2 separate regions of the Mus musculus genome follow, and region 1 is linked to region 2. The links are chromatin contacts, called in public promoter capture Hi-C maps. All regions are on one chromosome and are shown on one strand. Each heading gives the region's core, a stretch centred on a gene start, on an enhancer-like site or on the middle of the called end of the contact. The rest is flanking DNA. Distances are from core to core; before and after follow the strand shown. Region 1 overlaps Vasp (vasodilator-stimulated phosphoprotein). Region 2 overlaps Arhgap35 (Rho GTPase activating protein 35).

What was found. Promoter capture Hi-C pulls out the DNA fragments that hold promoters and counts their contacts.
Region 1: a promoter capture Hi-C map of stem cell-derived epiblast-like cells shows a contact between it and region 2, with 2.9 times the contacts expected there. The contact joins two enhancer-like sites. A contact is called at or near these places in 5 of 39 promoter capture datasets (the 3T3-L1 cell line, cranial neural crest, frontonasal cranial neural crest and 2 more).

What each region holds. Positions count from the first base shown.
Region 1 is chr7:19,257,326-19,260,025 of GRCm38.p6, forward strand. Vasp (vasodilator-stimulated phosphoprotein) reads right to left here. Exons shown (of 13, transcript NM_009499.3): 8 at 2,091-2,142; 9 at 1,907-1,940; 10 at 1,649-1,694; 11 at 1,478-1,568; 12 at 537-594; 13 at 1-429. The coding sequence ends at 392. Among named protein-coding and RNA genes, the nearest start is that of Gm38499, 9.2 kb to the left of the region's middle. Within about 2 kb of position 1,301, at least 61 of the 459 cell types and tissues checked have an H3K27ac peak or open chromatin away from gene starts, as enhancers often do.
Region 2 is chr7:16,580,035-16,582,743 of GRCm38.p6, forward strand. The region is part of intron 1 of Arhgap35 (Rho GTPase activating protein 35); the gene reads right to left. Among named protein-coding and RNA genes, the nearest start is that of Gm29443, 32 kb to the right of the region's middle. Within about 2 kb of position 1,432, at least 103 of the 459 cell types and tissues checked have an H3K27ac peak or open chromatin away from gene starts, as enhancers often do.

The DNA of each region.
Region 1 (2,700 bases), core at 51-2,550, 2.7 Mb after region 2:
AAACCCAAATATATATATATACTTTTTCTTAAAAAAAAATTCCAAGGCATTAAAGCGTTAAAGTGAATCCAGAACAAGAGAAGGTGAGACCCCTCCTTCCTTCCCTCACTGCGGGGTTACTCGGTCCATCCCCAGCAGAGGAACCAGCCCCAAGGGGATGGTGAAGGGAAAGGACCAAAGAAAACAAAGGGGTGGGACCTCCTTATCCAATCAGCAGCCAGCGTGGGTGTGACCATGGCACCAGGAAGCCACACCCCACGTGGAATCTTCCAAGTGGGAGCTGGCGGGGGAGAACGCATTCTTGTGTAACTCTTGGTCAAGTAGAGGCAGGGAAAGCAGGTGCCAGGCAGGAAGTACAGAAAGAAGAAATGGGTCTTCTGGGTCCCTGTAGTCAAGGAGAACCCCGCTTCCTCAGCTCCTGGACAAAGACTGGAAGGAATGAGAGGCACAAGTCAGGCCAGTCTCCACTGTCTTCCCTTCCAAGGCAGGCACTTCCCATGAACACAAGGGCCTGCGTTACAACAGAGGTGCCTCACCTTCGATGATTTCCTCTTTCATTTTCTGTAGCTCCTTCCGCACCTCTTCCAGAAGCTCCTGAAAGAACCAATCAAGAGTGGTCCCGGACTCTCTTACTCCAACTTATCTAAGGTTCTTAAACATGAACACTTGCTTGTGTGCTTGTGCAGGTGTGTGCATGTGAGCGTAAGGGATGTGCAAGCAAGAGTGAGGTACATACATACACGTCGCTGGGGTGGAGGTCAGAGAACAGCTTGAAAGAATTCACTTCTTCTACCATGTTGTTTTTGTGGCTAGAACTCGGTTAAGAGTGGCACAGCCACCTTTACCTGCTTAGTCACCAAACAGTCCACTTTATTTCAGGGACAGGGACGGATCGTAGGGCATCTTAAATGCTACTTAAGCACACTACTGCTGAGCCACGCCCCAGCCCCTCTCTGGAGGATTCTAGGCTTTACCACTGAGCCACGCCCCCAGCCCCTCACTTGGGTGGGGAGGAGGGGAGTTCTTGGCACTCTTCTGATTAGCCAGGTTCTCTTCCCTTCCTTCTTGACTGAAGACAGAGAAAGCTGGTTCAACAACCCTTCCCTCATCCTTTAACACAGCTGCCAAGGTCACAAAATGATGGGAATGTTCTACAGGAGAGTTCTAGATCTTTGGGGCCAGCAGAACAGTATTGGAGAACATCCAGGAGCAAGCTTGCCAAATGTACATAGTCTCCTGCCAACTGTGACTAGAGATGGATAGCTCGAGCCACTGAGGATTCTGGGGACTCAGCAGGAATGAGTGATAGACTGGTACGGTCTGCTATAGCTACTGGGAAAGTGTGGGCGTCTGTCCCCTGGGCCCCACCCACCAACTCCTTTCCTCAGGCTAGAAGAGGTTTCTCAGCCTTTCCTAGAACCATTCTGGAGCCAGGTCTGTCTCTCCTGGCATCTTTCTAGCTATTTCCCCAAGCTACCTGCTTCACCCTCTCCAAGTCGGAGTCATCACTGGAGCAGGGCGTCGAGGGGTGGGCCTCGGAGGTAGTCACAGAAGAGGACGACTTCATCCTGAAGAGATGGCACAGGGCAGGAGTGAGGGTCCTATCCCAGGGGTTGTATTATGTTCCTCCCCAATATTTATAGCCTACCTTGGCAAGGTTGTGCTGTTCTTCTCCCAGGGTCTTCTCACAGGTTCTGGGTGGGTGGGTGGGGCAACAAATAAAGATCAGAGACAAGCATTGCCCCCACAGTACCATACCACCACTCAACTCACCAGGCCAAAGAATTTTAGAAAACTACAATCCCCAGTACTGTTTTCACAGATTTTCCCCTGTAGTGCTTTTAAAACAAGAACAATGTGTCCTTGGATTTATAGTTTCTATGGATAGAACAGGGCTATCACTCACCACTCTGGGCAGGGAGTCGGGCCTCTGACTCCTCCTGTTGGCGGTAAATACAAGTATCATAAACTACCCTTTCTATGCCAATATTCAGGTCCAAAGCCAGCTCAGCCCTGTAACACCTCCTCCCTGCCCTAGGGTACTAGTGTACACCATAAGGAATATAGGGCAGGAAAAGCCCCCTACTTACACTGGCTGACTCGTCTTTGGGGGGCTTCTCCCCAACCTGTGTGGCTTTTCTTCTGCAGAGGGGCAAGCAAGGACAAGCTACAGTTCACACTCTGCCACTCAACAGGACCCCTTCCCACTGCTAAATTCCAGGAGAGGTTGGAAAGTTAAAGAAGGGGCCTGCAAGATAGCTCAGCAGAGAGAGATGCTTGTACCAGCAGAACCACCTGATTTAATCCCAAAGACCTCTGTGAAGGCTGATGGAGAGAACTGAGTCCTGCAGCTTATCCTCTAACCCCCACATAAACAGACATACACAGTGAATAAATAAATGTAGCAAGACTTTTAAAAAGAGAGGCAGGCAGATCTCTGTGAGTTCAAAGCCGCCCTAGTCTACACAGCGAGTGACTGTCTCAAAAAAAAAAAAAAAAACAACATGGGACAGAATGTATTACATGGCACAAGGCTGTAATCCCAGTATGTGAGAGGCAGAGGCGGAAGAGTCATCATTCTAAGTTCCAGCCTAGCCAGGGCTGAGAACAGCAACAGCAACAATCCAGTTCAGGGCTGCTGAGATGGTTCAGTAAGGAAGGGTGCTGGCTGTTAACCCTGACAACTTGACTCCTAGTCAC
Region 2 (2,709 bases), core at 182-2,681:
GGCAATCTGAATTCCAATCCTAGAACTCACATTATGGAAACAGCCAACTCTGCCATACATGCACCAAGGCATGTGCATCACACACACACACACACACACACATGCACGCACACACGCACTCTGGGGTAGGGATGGATGGACAGATGGATGGGATGGATCAGGACAGGGCACTACTACTTAAGTATCATCTTTCACAATGTAAAAAAGCCAATTTGGGGTTCTTTCTGAGCCAGGACACAGAGGCATACTTTCAGACTGTGTAAGCTTTATACACTTTATATAATTTTCTAGGAGACATGCAAATGAAGTTCATACAGCTAGCAAGTATATCTGGGACTCTAATAGGCCACTTTACCATATTCTTGACCCTTGTCCTCCAGAACCCTGCTAGGGTCATGGCAAACAGGTAACACTAGTCTTCACTGCTGCGAGTGCAGAAGCCATGCTTTGAGGAGCCAAGGATGTAACTGGAAGTTCTTCAGGCTCAAGAGGTGGCATACCAGGACTCAGCCTCAAGAGAACAGTCTAGCATAGTCTGCTTTTATATGCTAGGATTCCACATTTTAAAAAATGCTGTCAGTTGTGGTGGTGCATACCTTTAATCCTAGCACTCTGGAGATGAGACAGGTAGAACTATGTGAGTTCCAGTTCAACCTGGCCTTCATACAAAACCCAGGCACTGTGGTACACTGTGTGGTAACACTTAGCATTTGGGAGGCCTGGGTGATATGGATGAATGGATGGGAAGGAGGGAGGAAGAGGGTTGGGGATGTAGCTCAGTTGGCAGAGTGCTTGGCTAGTACGCACTAAACCCTGGATTCAACCCCCAAATAAACTGGACACAGCGGCATATACCTACAATCCTAGATTCCAGGATGAAAAAAAGCTCAAGCATATAACCCCAGAGGCCAGTCTAGACTCCTGGAGACCCTGCCTCAAAATGCATGCACACATGCTCTTACAGTTCTATGATTTTGCTTTTTAAAACAAAACACTAAATATTCAGACATCTAGCAGTCTAAATCCCAAGACTGTGACTAAAGGTGGGAGTTAAACAAGTTGCCATTATTCCTTCAAATTCTTTCTCCTCTTCCTTCTCCTGGAAGTCTAAAGTGAAACTGAGACAGAGAATGAAGTATCAGTTTAGCCAGGGCCCTGGTACACACAGCTGCCAGCCTTCACTCTCTAAGGAGCCAAGGCTTCTGAGTGTGCTTTGCACAAACAGCAGGATAGATCTGGAGTGAAGAAGGGCATCCTCCTGCTGCTCCCTCCTTACATCAATCCTGCTCTTTCACCCTCATGGGAATCCGCTTTCCATGTAAAGACCAAGTCCAACCTGCTTTTTTAACAAGTGCCATGCACAAACAACTGCCTTCGATGGGATCACTGACACGGTGGCGGTGTGGGACGTGCCTTTGAAAAGCCTTGTCAGGCCTCAGCTATGTAATTTAGTGGTGGCTCACAGGAAGTGCTGGGAGCCAGATTCTTTCTGCCTGTGCTCAAGGCCGTAATTTCCTTCCCATACTTAAATCAATGACCCTGTGGCTCTCTGTCAAGGGAGTGGGCTGAGGGTAAAGGGCAGAAAAATAAGAAGCAAAATCTGAAGAAATTGGGTTGATCTGAAAAGATTCCTAAGATTCTTCTTAAGATTAACTAAAGAGGACTGCTGAAGAACACAGCCTGCAGCCTCTCACTGAAAACCCCCACATGGCAGAGAGGGCTGGTGGCCCGAAAGTTGACCAGCAGAGGCAGTCCCAGAAGTCACTTCAGACCTGGGGCCATCCTGGGCCCAGCCAGCGTGGGAGAAGTTAACCAAAATCCTAGAAGCAGTATGACTGGGAAGTGAAGGGGGAAGTGAGGGGGAGGACATAGTTCAGGGAAGGCATGGTGGTGCACACTTGCTGAAGCTGAGGGAGGCTAAGGCAGATAGCAGGATCCTGAGTTCAATAGTGGTGGCGCACGCCTGTAATCCCAGCACTCGGGAGGCAGAGGCAGGCGGATTTCTGAGTTCGAGGCCAGCCTGGTCTACAGAGTGAGTTCCAGGACAGCCAGGGCTCCACAGAGAAACCCTGTCTCGAAAAACAAAAAAGCAAGGATAGCCAGCACCACTAATTTATAGCAACAAACTCCATCTTTACCACAGGCAGATTTTATGAGCCTGTCTGTTTGTTTCATACAGCACCTGTTCACCCTTCAACACTTCAAGAGCAACTTTAAACTGTAAAATATGTCTTAGTGGAAAGCCCAAACATAAGAAAACAGTTGTGTTCCTATGAGGAATATAGTAAACAGACTTTTCTAAATAATGCTAGCTTCCTGATTCCCTTTAGATAACAGACCAGAATAGTAACTAGTTCCTCCTTATCAGCCACCATTCCTTAGAAAGTGCTTGGCTTGTAATTTTTTGAAGACCAGTGAGTCACGTCTTATCACTGCTGTAGCCCTCAGACTAAGAAGGAAAACAGGCCCAGCCCACTCTTCCGAAACAACAGCTGACCTACCTGCAGGAGAAAATCACATTGACCTCATGCATTTGGCTGTCAGAATACCTCCTCTCCTGATCCAAATTACCAAGAACATGCATACCTTTCTGAGCTGCACGCAAGGCACTGTACTGCCATTGTCAACAAATCCAGAGCTTCCCTTTTGACCTTATGCCTTGCCCTGTGACTTAGGACCCTGAAGAGCAAAGCCAGCCACTGCAGCTAT